4 separate regions of the Mus musculus genome follow, and regions 2, 3 and 4 are each linked to region 1. The links are chromatin contacts, called in public HiChIP or PLAC-seq and promoter capture Hi-C maps. All regions are on one chromosome and are shown on one strand. The core of a region is the stretch at or near the end of the contact, and the rest is flanking DNA. Distances in the headings are between cores, read along the strand shown.

What was found. Promoter capture Hi-C pulls out the DNA fragments that hold promoters and counts their contacts. HiChIP or PLAC-seq counts read pairs in DNA pulled down with a chosen protein or histone mark.
Region 2: a contact with region 1 is called in a promoter capture Hi-C map of hippocampal neurons, with 3 times the contacts expected there. The contact joins the enhancer-like site here to the promoter of Sh3gl2 in region 1. A contact is called at or near these places in 3 of 39 promoter capture datasets (cranial neural crest, embryonic stem cells and hippocampal neurons) and 3 of 115 datasets of contacts at active chromatin or transcription factors (astrocytes, embryonic hindbrain and embryonic stem cells).
Region 3: a contact with region 1 is called in an H3K4me3 HiChIP or PLAC-seq map of embryonic limb bud, with 5 times the contacts expected there. The contact joins the enhancer-like site here to the promoter of Sh3gl2 in region 1. A contact is called at or near these places in 2 of 39 promoter capture datasets (cranial neural crest and hippocampal neurons) and 3 of 115 datasets of contacts at active chromatin or transcription factors (embryonic limb bud, embryonic stem cells and stem cell-derived neural progenitor cells).
Region 4: a promoter capture Hi-C map of embryonic stem cells shows a contact between it and region 1, with 5 times the contacts expected there. The contact joins the promoter of Haus6 here to the promoter of Sh3gl2 in region 1. A contact is called at or near these places in 3 of 39 promoter capture datasets (cranial neural crest and embryonic stem cells), 5 of 115 datasets of contacts at active chromatin or transcription factors (astrocytes, embryonic stem cells and stem cell-derived neural progenitor cells) and 1 of 9 other capture datasets (embryonic stem cells).

The regions. Positions count from the first base shown.
Region 1 is chr4:85,204,144-85,206,843 of GRCm38.p6, forward strand. It overlaps Sh3gl2 (SH3-domain GRB2-like 2), which reads left to right and starts at 1,313. Exons shown (of 9, transcript NM_019535.2): 1 at 1,313-1,478. The coding sequence starts at 1,434.
Region 2 is chr4:86,268,873-86,271,902 of GRCm38.p6, forward strand. All of the region lies in intron 13 of Adamtsl1 (ADAMTS-like 1), which reads left to right. Among named protein-coding and RNA genes, the nearest start is that of Gm33730, 170 kb to the right of the region's middle. Within about 2 kb of position 1,454, at least 12 of the 459 cell types and tissues checked have an H3K27ac peak or open chromatin away from gene starts, as enhancers often do. A contact at or near this core is called in hippocampal neurons, where this site is marked.
Region 3 is chr4:86,293,649-86,296,442 of GRCm38.p6, forward strand. The region is part of intron 15 of Adamtsl1 (ADAMTS-like 1); the gene reads left to right. Among named protein-coding and RNA genes, the nearest start is that of Gm33730, 150 kb to the right of the region's middle. Within about 2 kb of position 1,438, at least 31 of the 459 cell types and tissues checked have an H3K27ac peak or open chromatin away from gene starts, as enhancers often do. A contact at or near this core is called in embryonic limb bud, where this site is marked.
Region 4 is chr4:86,610,597-86,613,305 of GRCm38.p6, forward strand. Haus6 (HAUS augmin-like complex, subunit 6) reads right to left here and starts at 1,459. Exons shown (of 17, transcript NM_173400.3): 1 at 1,090-1,459. The coding sequence starts at 1,217.

The DNA.
Region 1 (2,700 bases), core at 63-2,562:
CCTGCCTAAATCCTCTAACCAATGTTTATCCCAATGCCTCCACGGTAGTTTAGAAATTAGAAAGTACCACAGATTGGAAGGTCTGGGCAGCAGCAAGGACCACAAGACTACAGACCCCTTCCTTCCTTTTGCTTTGCTTTGCAGACTGGAAGGGTATGCTCACTGCTCACTGCTCCGATATTCTGTTGTGCTGTGATTCACAGTAGCAAGGGTGAGTGGTACCCAGCCCGTGTCTAGAATCCCCTTGCACCTGCTCTTCCGTTCATCTTTACTCAAGCTGCAGAAGTCTACTGGCTTCCTTTACACCAGGCAGTAGAGGGGGGGGGGGCGGGAGGGGAACTGTATTTCTAGGAACCCAATCCAGGTCCTGTTGATTCTTTCCACATTCTCCGTAATTACTCTCCTCTTGGCGGCTCATCACTTTGATCCACACATGCAGGTGTGGCCTGCATCTGAGACTCTCCCACAAGCTCTTCCATACAAGACAAACTTGAAGTGGCTGCTCATAAGAGCACAGATTTCTGGTGCTGCTCTGGGCCCTTCACCCAGTCCCATCCACCCTTTGTCCCTATGTGGTGTTTGTATAACTTACTGCCTTTCCTTTCCTCATTATATAAAAATGTTAGAACGAAAAAAAAAAAGAAAGAAAAAAATGTCCATGATAATTGTGTGAATGCCAAGTTCGCATTCGTTTTTTTTTTCTTTTGAAAATAGAAGATTAAATGTTATTACTCATATCAATATATGCTATAGCTCATATCAATTCCATTCCAGTATCCCAGTCAAACTGTAGGGACCTCTCTTCATCTTAAGTAGTTAAGTTGTACTAGAACAGGAAAAAAAAAGTTGATAGATTTCCCTAAGGTGAAACAAGCTTAAGGGATATTAAAATCGAGGCAGAGAAATGTTTTCGGTGGCCAATCATGCGGGAAGGCAGGGCATGAAATGAGCAATAACTTATTCATGATCCAGATAAGCCGCCACCCTGCTTTTCAACCACAGGGAGGCCAGGCTCAAAGGGCAAGGGCAGTGCGCAGGCAGCACCACTGCGGCTACCTGGGAGCTGGGTCACCTGAGTCTAGACTGCCCAAAGGCGGTGATCCCTTTGCCAGGGCCACGAACGAACGACTCCCACAGCTGAAGACAGCCCAGGCTTCGGACCGTGGAGGGACTTTCGCCCCCGCACAGTGCGGGGGTTCCTCGCGCTCACCTGCCTCGGCTTGCGCCCTGGGCGGGGCTTCCCGCGTCCCCTTTAAGAGGCCGCATCACCCGCCCTGACGTCAGGGTGTCTCTCCGCACAAGCCCGCGTCCCGCGCCGCGCCCCCGCGCCAGCAGCTCCCGCGGTCGCACGACCAGCGGCGGCCCGGCGACCCCAGCCGCCTCTCCGCATCTGCATCTGCATCTGCCGGCCGCGCAGCCTCCCGCATCCCATCATGTCGGTGGCAGGGCTGAAGAAGCAGTTCCACAAAGCCACTCAGGTAGGGCGCGTGCAGGTGCGCCATGGGCCGCCCCGCAGACCGACAGACAGACGGCGTCCTCCCCTGCAACCCCTCCCTGTTCTGATCTGGTCCCCGCGGGGCGCTGCGCGGCAGCCTGGCTCCATAACCCGGCTCCCTGTCTCCGATCGGTGCTCGCTCCGCGAGTCTCCTCCCTGGCCGCTGCATCCCTGCTTCCTCTTCCCACTCCGAGTCCCTGTGGTCCCTGCCACTCTAGCACTCAGACCTCAGTTCCCTTCCCCTGGCATCTCTGCTCTCTGTCCCCGCTGTCTCGGTTCGCCGCCCACCGGGTTCCCAGGCAGTTAGTCCCTGCACGGCAGCTCTCAGGCTCTGCACGGAGGGTGCCGCGCAGGTGCTTGGCGGCGCGGCGGGAGATTATGTAAAGTCGCCTCGGTGCGGTGACCTTGCGGTGTGGTGTGCCCCACTGTCCTGGGATGTGCTGGCTGGAGCGAGGTTCGCTCTGGAGGCTGCGGAGGTGCCCGCGCTCTGCGCTTGCTCCAGGCTTTGCGCTCCCAGGCCTTCTCAGAACCCCTCCTTCCCAGGCCTCCCCAGGCTCCCAGCATGGGAGAATGTGGTTCCCCTAAGGAGCATGCATGCATTAACTTTTTTCCCTGGAGAACTCCTTGGTGAAGCTTATTTGAGGCCATGGTTTGATCAGTGGTCTGCAAGTCTTTAAAGTTCTCCCACGGGTTTTACTGCGGAGGCAGTTGTTAAAAACTTGAAAATCACTGTTTACTAGATGTGCCAAATTTTCTGTGTGGGGTAAGCTGAGATTAAAATTTAATCCAGACCCACATAATTTAAATCTCATTGGGCCCAACTCAGTGATTTTACAAAGAGAAAATGTCCAAAAATACTTACGATGTGACCCATTTCTTACATAATGTGTGGAGTTACAACCCTTTTATTCATTTGGAACAGGTTAAATTTTAAGATATATTTAACAAGAAACGACTTTATTGATAAACCGTAAAATACTTTTTGCGTAACCATTTAGCTTTAAAGATCCTTATCCTAAGCTAACCTTAATTGTGTGGCTTCTGTAATTTCTTGTTTTTTAAAAACATTACTTTTATCTTTTTTTACAATCCAGCCACTCCCTTCCCTCTGGGTCCCCCCTCCCACAGTTCCTCATCCCATTTCTCCCTCCTGTCTCCAAGAGGATGTCACGCACACCAGGTCTTCCCACTCCCAGGAATCTCAA
Region 2 (3,030 bases), core at 204-2,703, 1.1 Mb after region 1:
AAGCCGAAATGACAAGCTTTCAGGTCATAAGCCTTAGCAGCAAGCACCTTACTTGCTGAGCCCCATCACCAGCCCTATGTTTGTTTGTTTTTAAAAATAACATTAATACCAATTATTTATTTAACTATTTATTTATTAGTGTATTATATAGTACATTAATTAATAAATTAATTATTTAATTAAAATAAATTAATATTTGTTCTTTTAAGAGAAAAGGTTATAAGATTGAATACTTAGAAGTTTCCTGTCGATGGTGATTGAAATTAGGAGTCGCTAGTGAATAGAATACAAAGGGAGCTACAAATCTGAGCTCTGAGGCACAGCAGTCCTTAGGGTTTGGGGACAGAGGAATCTAGGAAAGATGACTGAGAGGGTGGTAACCAGAGAAGCAAACCAAGCTTGGTGTCATTAGTTTAAGAAAGTGCTTTAAGTAGGAAGCTATCTCAGTTTCTTTACCTGTCCCTGACAAATGCCCTAACAAAAGTGCCCCGGGTGGAGAGGGGTATCTCAGCTCCCAGCTCAGTGGCTCCTCCTATGAAATTTCCTCCCGGCTCCTTAATACACCCAATTTCTCTTTCACTTCAAGCACTGAGGATAACCCAAATAAGCCCGGGCAATGAAAACACAACTCAATTAATAGGAATACATGCTGTGAGCCTAGATTGGGCAGATCTACCACTACACTACCATCTTCCCCATAGAAGAGAGCCCTTAGAACCCGAGGTTTCTCCAGGCCACGTGCTTCTGCTCCACTTTCCTTCTTCCTCCTCCTCCTCAGTTGTCCTCTCTCTTCCCCTCTTCCCCCTTCCCTCCTCCCCCCTTCCTCCTTTCCTCTCTCTCTCTCTCTCTCTCTCTCTCTCTCTCTCTCTCTCTCTCTCTCTCTCTCTCTCTCTCTTTCTCCTTTTCTCCCCAAACCTTCAGCTCCACCTTCCCCTCTTTTTCTGCCCAACCACCAGCTCCAGCCTTTATTTATAAATTAAGGTGGGAAGCAGGTTTACAGGAAATCACTTGAGTGCTGACTCATTCCTTGTTCAAATCTCCTCACAGGAGAACAGAATTAAACATCAAATACAATTAGCCTCAGGGCTATCCACAACAGCTGGCCTCTAAAAGAAAACCCTCCCATGTTGCCTGTGTGTTTGGGAACGGGACACATTAGTATGCGTTAACAGCACGTGACACAGGTAGCCAAGGATTTTCTTCCCTTGTCTTTTCAAATCCTTGCATTGATGGCTCTACCAAATTTTCATTTGTTTAGATTCTAAGATCCATCGTTCTGTTCTCAGTTTTGCTACTGAGATGCACTGTAGTGCTCATGATGCTCACTTGCTGGGAGGCATGATGCTTAAGGGTTTAGAGAAGATACTGGGATGTGGTACTGACAGAGGCTCTGTAGAGGAGTGCCCTAGGAAACCGTTTCCCTGGAGACCTCAATATGAGCTGCAGCACTAATATGCAGCTCCAGAGACTGTGAACTGACAGTCTAGCTGGATAACCCTGTCATGATTCTGCACTCAGCCCTAGAGTCCTTAGCTAGAGACTCATTTATTTGACTTGACTTAGGCTCTGAGGAAATATAGAATAGTATCTTGGGTACATATTGTCCACAAACTTTAATTCTTTTCAGTAATCCTGTTTAAACTTGTAAAATTGATTTTTTTTATCCTTTGACAGTTTCATATAAATATATAATAAATTTTAATCCTTCTCACGTTGTCTTACCTGATGTCACCCCACCCTTCCCACTGCAACTCTTCTCAGCAGGCATGTAGCTTTGACTGCTCTAATTTTGACAAAGATGCCAAAAATATACCTTGGTGATCATGTTTAACATTCTACGATGGTTCCATTGAAGAGGGGTCTTTGCTTTGCTGTATCTATCTGCTTGTCTTGTGAAGCTTTTACCTCCCCCCTTCAATTTCATTTAGAGACATTAAGGAGTTTTATGTGCATCTTCCTGATGTCATGTAGAGGTGGAATTGGAGAAGACAGGAAGGACCACAGAGGAGGATGCTCCTCCCTAGTCTCCTTTTTCACTCAGCTCTTTTCCTCATGCATGGATCGACATTTTTCTTCAGATGCACAAATACCCAGCATACATTTAAGCAACTGTTCTGGCCCAAAAGCTTTTACTCTGTTACTTTTTCAAGGATTATTCAGAAGCAAAAGAACCAACTTTTCAAACATAAATAGAATAAGAAGGAAGGAAGCTTGGTTACGCGTCAGATGAAGCTGGGTACCTCACTAGGGATCAAGCCTGTGACCTTTGCCCCAGTGATGTCCTTCTCAGAGGCCTTCCTGGTTAATTCGGGGTAGACGTTCCTATATTTTATTTTTCTGAAAGTGTTTTCTAGATACATCTACTCTTACTATTGGACTTAATAATAGTTTTGGACTGGAGAGGTGGCTCAGAAGGTAAAAAATACTCACTGATCTTGAAAAGGAGCCAAATTTGGGTACCACCTAAGCACCTATGTGGCAGCTTACAACCACCTGTAATTTCAGTTCCATGGAATCTGACACCCTCTTCTGGCCTCCACAGACACTAGAAATACACACAATGCGCATGCATACATTGAAACAAATGTGCTTATTCACATTAAATAAACAAACAAACAAGTAAAATGTATTGATGTTCTTTTTTAAAAGTTTTTTTTTTAAATCTCATGGTTTGGGTGCAAATATAAAGTGGACATTTGTCAAAATTTGCATTTATTGTACTTCCCCTGTTCACAAATATACCCCAGAACTCCTGAACATGACCATAACTACAAATAGTATTGAATTCTATAGATGCTGTATACTGCTATTTGTGTATGCCTATGATAAGGTTTACTTTGTAAATTATGCACAAAGAGATTAACAATACCAATAAAAAAGTAAAGTAGCTATAGTTGCATACATTTTTAAAAAGTAGTTAAAACTGTGAACTATTTCTCTAGCTTTTCACCTAATATTTTTGGACCATGGTTGATCATGGCTAATTGAAACCATGGAAAAATGAGTCCCTGACTGAGACTACTGTAGCTC
Region 3 (2,794 bases), core at 188-2,687, 1.1 Mb after region 1:
ATCTAACAATGTTATAGACGAGATCATGAATTCAAGATGAGGTGAAGGGACATGAGAAGAACTGGAGGGGGAAAGAAAGGTAAAATGATGTGATTACAGTGCATTCAGACTGTATTTGTTTCCTTAAAACAAAAGATTTTTTTAAAACTCCTCAAGCACAGCAGTAGTAATCAGGGCAGAAAGGTAACCTCCCCCCCCAACCCCACCCTTAACCAGCTTAGTCACTTTTTGCTCCCTTTCTTGCCCAGAGAGAGATATGCTGGTGGCTTGGTATATATGCATCAAGACTACCTTTCATAAATTTATATATGTTTGTGAACATACACAAATATACAAGGCTCTGATATTTGTAAACAAGATCTTACTGCATTTATTGCTCAGAAGGTTCAAGTTTTCACTCAGCCCCACTCATGAGCTATGAAGCTTTCCCATCCCCGAGACATTCAAAACGATGAGCAAGTAGATGTAGACCTGTGGTCCAAGCCTCTTGGGCCACTTCTCACTAACCTTTGAAGGGCTATGGACGTTTTTAGATCTTCATTCTCTTCTTTAAAATGGGGAAACATTTTATAATGCTGGGTATAGTGAGTCACGGCGACAACTTCAGTACTTAAGGGACTGAGGCAAGTGGATTGCCATGGAGTTGTGGTAAGCCTGGGCCAGCATAGTTCCAGGCCAGCATAGGCTACAGGGTGAGACTCTGTCAATAACAAAAACAATAATAAGATCTGTGCTGCGGTGTAGCTCAGTGTCAGGATGTTTGACCAGCATGTATAAGGCCTTGGGTTCAAATACTCTGTACCCCCAACACACACACACACACTCTGCTAGGTATAAAAACACAATTCTAAAGTTCCAGAACTCAGATATCAAATTAAGAGGATTATGAATACCAGGCCTGCCTAAAATACCTGAGCACCCAAGTCTGCCTCAAAAATTAAAAATTAAAAAAAAAAAAAAAACAAAATCACAATCATCACCCAGAGAAATACGTGGTCATCTTTTAGTTTAGCTGAGAAACAATAGTCATAATTTCCATGAAAGCATGATTTTTTAAATTCAAGACTTAAATTCGATTAGATTTGAGCTAAGTCTTAATAAATAAGTTACTATCTCCCTGGTTTATAATAGCAGTGACATGAGCAGCCAAAGAAAACCAGAAAGCACTACTTTTTTTTTTTTTAAATGTATGACTGTTATTAATTATAAGCATTTGATAGCTCCACCAGTGTGTGTTGAAAAGATTTGGTAAATGTATGTGGAGGAGGGGAACGGAGTTAGAAATGAAAGCCAGATGGCTGAAAATGAAGGAAATTCCAGGCAATTTCTGCAGCTTTGTTCTAACATACTTCTTAAACTAAACTTTTATTTCTGTGCAACAGAGAACAGCTGAGTGGTGCCGGGGAGATAAACAGTGGAGGGGGGAGCTCCTAATTCCAGGAATGGTATTCAGTCTCTTCCCTCTCCCTCTCCCCACCCTCTGCACTAGCCCTAATCTCTGCTCAGTCCTAGGACCTTTCTGAGAACCAACAAGAATCAAAGAAGCTGAGAATCCTTATTTAAAGGGACTGTTAGGGTCAAAGAGTCCTCTCTTTAAAAGCAGACCAGAACACCCACTTTATTGTGCACTAACAAGACCCATGCACACTGACAGCACGTGATTTCCAATTTCAACTTTTCTTTTATATTCCCTTAAAAATGGCCAGAGCGAAAGGTGTCGCCTTTTAAGACAGCCGTGTTTTCATTGAGTCAATGGAGCTTTCAAAGCATGGCAGGCACCCTGGTCCTGTTTTAAAGGCTGTTATTTCACCGTGCTCTCTGAAGACTGGTTTACCTTCTGCTGCTTCCCTAAAGCTCCCATATGCTGACATGCTGCTTCTCAGCTCTGTCCACACTAACTTTTAAATTCAAAAAGAGAAAGCACACCAAAGCTCACCATCATCCACAGGCATTAAGTCCAGATTTGGAGGACATGTTCAGATGCCCTTAGAGTAATAAACTCTTACTAACAGGCAGTCATCTTAATGTCTAGCAGGCTTTTGGTACCAGTCCTCAGAACACAACACCCCATCTTGAAGATGTCACCTGTTAAGGGACAACCTCAAAACAGCAATTGTTCCAAGGGAGCTTGAGGCCTCAGGGCTGATTCTTCCTGGAGGAGCTAGAGCCCACGCTGTATGATGAAGCATAAAAGCAGGATTTATCCAGGCAAAGGAAAGAGAACATTTTTTCACACAAAGGAAAGGACAAGAAGTAGGTGCCATAAAGAACAGGCAGAGGCCACACCCATGGAGGCCTCCGGTCCTAAAGCTGCTTAGACTGTATTTCCTACAGTAAGTGGAGCTCAACAAAGAAGCTTAAACAAGGTCATAAAAGGGCCAGTCTTTCTTGGATAGAGATGACCCGTGCTGACCACCCAAGCCAATAAAAACAGTGATGGTTAGCTTTTATTACCTACCACCTATGTATTGTATCGCAATTGTTTCTCATGTAGAATCAGAAATGGTATCGTCTGTGTAATATTTTCATTGACAAAATGCAATGCAAATGTCGGCATTTTGTTTGCCCCCCTCCAGTAACCCAGTATGTGCTGACTGAGCCTGTCAACTTGTCAGGATAATGGTGCTACAGGTAAGGGGATCAAAAAGGAAGTCATGATCAAGCTAGCTAGTGTTACTTGATCACTGAGGCCCTCCCCATACTACCATCCTGAGATCCTTTGAAGATAAGGATTATATTTCCTATAAAATAAAAGGTTTGCAAATAAGAAAGAAAATATGCATAGGTTCTATTA
Region 4 (2,709 bases), core at 209-2,708, 1.4 Mb after region 1:
AATGTCTAAAGCATCAAAAAACAAAACAAAGTTAATTTAACTAGGGATGGTTGGTGGGACGTTTTAATCCCCAGCACATAAGAGGCAAGGGCAGGCTGGTATCTGAGTTCAAGGCTAGCCTGTCCACAAAAAGAGGTCCAGAAGCCTTGTCTTGAAAAATAAACAAACAAACAAAAACAAAAATCAAACAAAAGACAAAATTCATTGAGACTGGAGAGATGTCTCAGGTTACTAACAGTGTCTGCGCCTCCAAAAAGACACGGGTTCAATTCCCAGAATCCACATGGCAGATCTAAACTGTAACTCCAGTCCCAGAAGATCTGACAACCTCACACAAGACATACAAGCAAGCAAAACAGCAATCTGGAGGAGCAAGGCGATGGAATTAAAATCCCAGCACACCTCCCATTACTACAGAGAGGGGGGTTTTGTCTCAAAATAAAAATAATAGTAGCCGGGCGGTGGTGGCGCACGCCTTTAATCCCAGCACTTGGGAGGCAGAGGCAGACGGATTTCTGAGTTCAAGGCCAGCCTGGTCTACAAAGTGAGTTCCAGGACAGCCAGGGCTATACAGAGAAACCCTGTCTCGAAAAAAAAAAATAGTAATAATGGTGATGATGGTGATATAGTAATAATAGAATCATTCTTTCCATTAAATTATAAGGAGGAAAGGGGGCCTGAAACCGGAAGCTCGTGTCTAAAGTATACAAATATAAACAAAGTATTTCTTTTTGTGATCGCAACCATAACTGAAGTGGCAAAGGAAAGGGTATCGGCTTTTGATTTTCATTCCCACACATTATTATGTTTTTGCTAGCTGTAACATGTTTTAGTTCGGATTCAAAGTTTAAACCCACAGTTAACTACTTATAAGATGTTTGCATATATAGTTCCCCGACGCCTCCCACCAACTACAGACCACGAAGGCAGGGTTAAGCGGGCCCGCCGTTGTGCCTCAACTGCAGAGCACGCCTCTAAAGCGTCCCGCACCCGCATCCCTTACACTGGTGACGACCAGTCCCCCACCACAGGGTTCTGCCGCCAGTGACTGGACGCCAAGGACCGCGCCACCGCCCCAGATCTCCTTACTCTCCAAGGTGCGCGTGCGGCACCATCTTCCCGCCGAACGTGATGCTGGAGCTCGGATCCAAGCCCAGCGCCTGCAGGTACATCCAGAGATGCTGCTTCTCGAAAGCGGAGTCCCGGGCCGAGCTCATGCTTTCCACGGGCAGGGCGACTGTGACGGAGGAAAACGAAGGCACCGAAGCCGTGAGGACCCTTGGACCCCTCCTACAGGCATCCCGGGGTGACGACAACCCCTCTGCGGCGGCCGCCCGCTGCCTCCTCTCCGAGAGCCATCCCACCACAAAAGGCCGAACGCGCCCAGAAAAACAGACAGTGACTGCAGCGCTCCACGCAAACCAAGACTCCCGCGCTTGCGGAAGACTACACTGCGCAGGCGCAGGCGCAGTCCCGACTTCCGGGACTGGTCTTCCTAAGAGGACTCAATCTCCCACCATGCAATGCATCCCTGTCTCCGGGCACATGAAGTCCCTGAGAGAAACTATAAGACCCACAAAGCATTGCGTGACCAGCCAATTGCCCCAAGGTCCGGAAACCGGGTGTTTTCTAGAGCCCTCCCGGCCTTAGTTCCGGATTCTTTGCGTTTTAGGTTTCTGTTGCTCGGGTTGTGATTGCTGTTCAGTAAAAGCTACATTGTAGCTCCTTATAGTGAGTGATGCAGGTGTATGGCCCTAAACAAATCATCTTTTCCTTTATTTTAAGACAGGGTCTTGTCCGGTGGAGGCAGCGGTGTACTCCTTTAATCCCAGTACTCAGAGGAGAAGAACTTTGTTAGTTCGAGAACACTACTGATTTCCGGGACAGCCAGAGCTACACAAAGAAACCCTGTCTCGAAATAAAACAAAGCAAAACCAAAAAGGCAGGATCTTGCTATGTAGCTCTAACTTTATGTAGCGCAGTCTGGCGTCGAAGACTGTACCTGCCTTCCTACTATATGAATTAATGGGCAAGAGTCACAGGGGCCGATGGAGTTGTTCATTGATCACCTCATCTAGAGTGCTTGGCAAAATTTTTATTATCAAATGTTTCTTTGGTCGTGGAGGTTGCAAGTCGAGATTTCTTTTAGCCTCCTCTGGCCTTGAACTCCCTTCCCAAAGGAAGATGACCCTGAATTCCTAATTCTGGAATGCTCTCCATCTTTGTGGGAGGCACCACCAGCCATACTTCAACTTGCTGTACTAGAAATCTGTCTCTCACCGGGCAGCACTTGGGAGGAGAAGACAGGCGGATTTCTGAGTTGCAGGCCAGCCTGGTCTACAGAGTGAGTTCCAGGACAGCCAGAGCTATTCAGAGAAACCCTATCTCGAATAACAACTACAACAAAGTCTGTCTCTCTGCTGAGTGTCAGGAGTCATAATGGGACAAGCATCATCCTGAAGTGGTCTACTTCGGATTATTAGATGACCTGCGACAGGTGCACCCTTATTAAGCAAGGCTGTAAGGAATTCATTTTAGGGAAGATTCCTGCTATTAATATTGCTTTTCCTGTTATTATTAAAAATATATAACAATCACTAAGTAGTAGCACACCCCTTTGGAGCAGATCTCTGCAGATCCATGAAGATGTATTGTCTTGTAGTGATGCCATATAGACAAATAGATGACTTAAGTCATCATGATGATCCT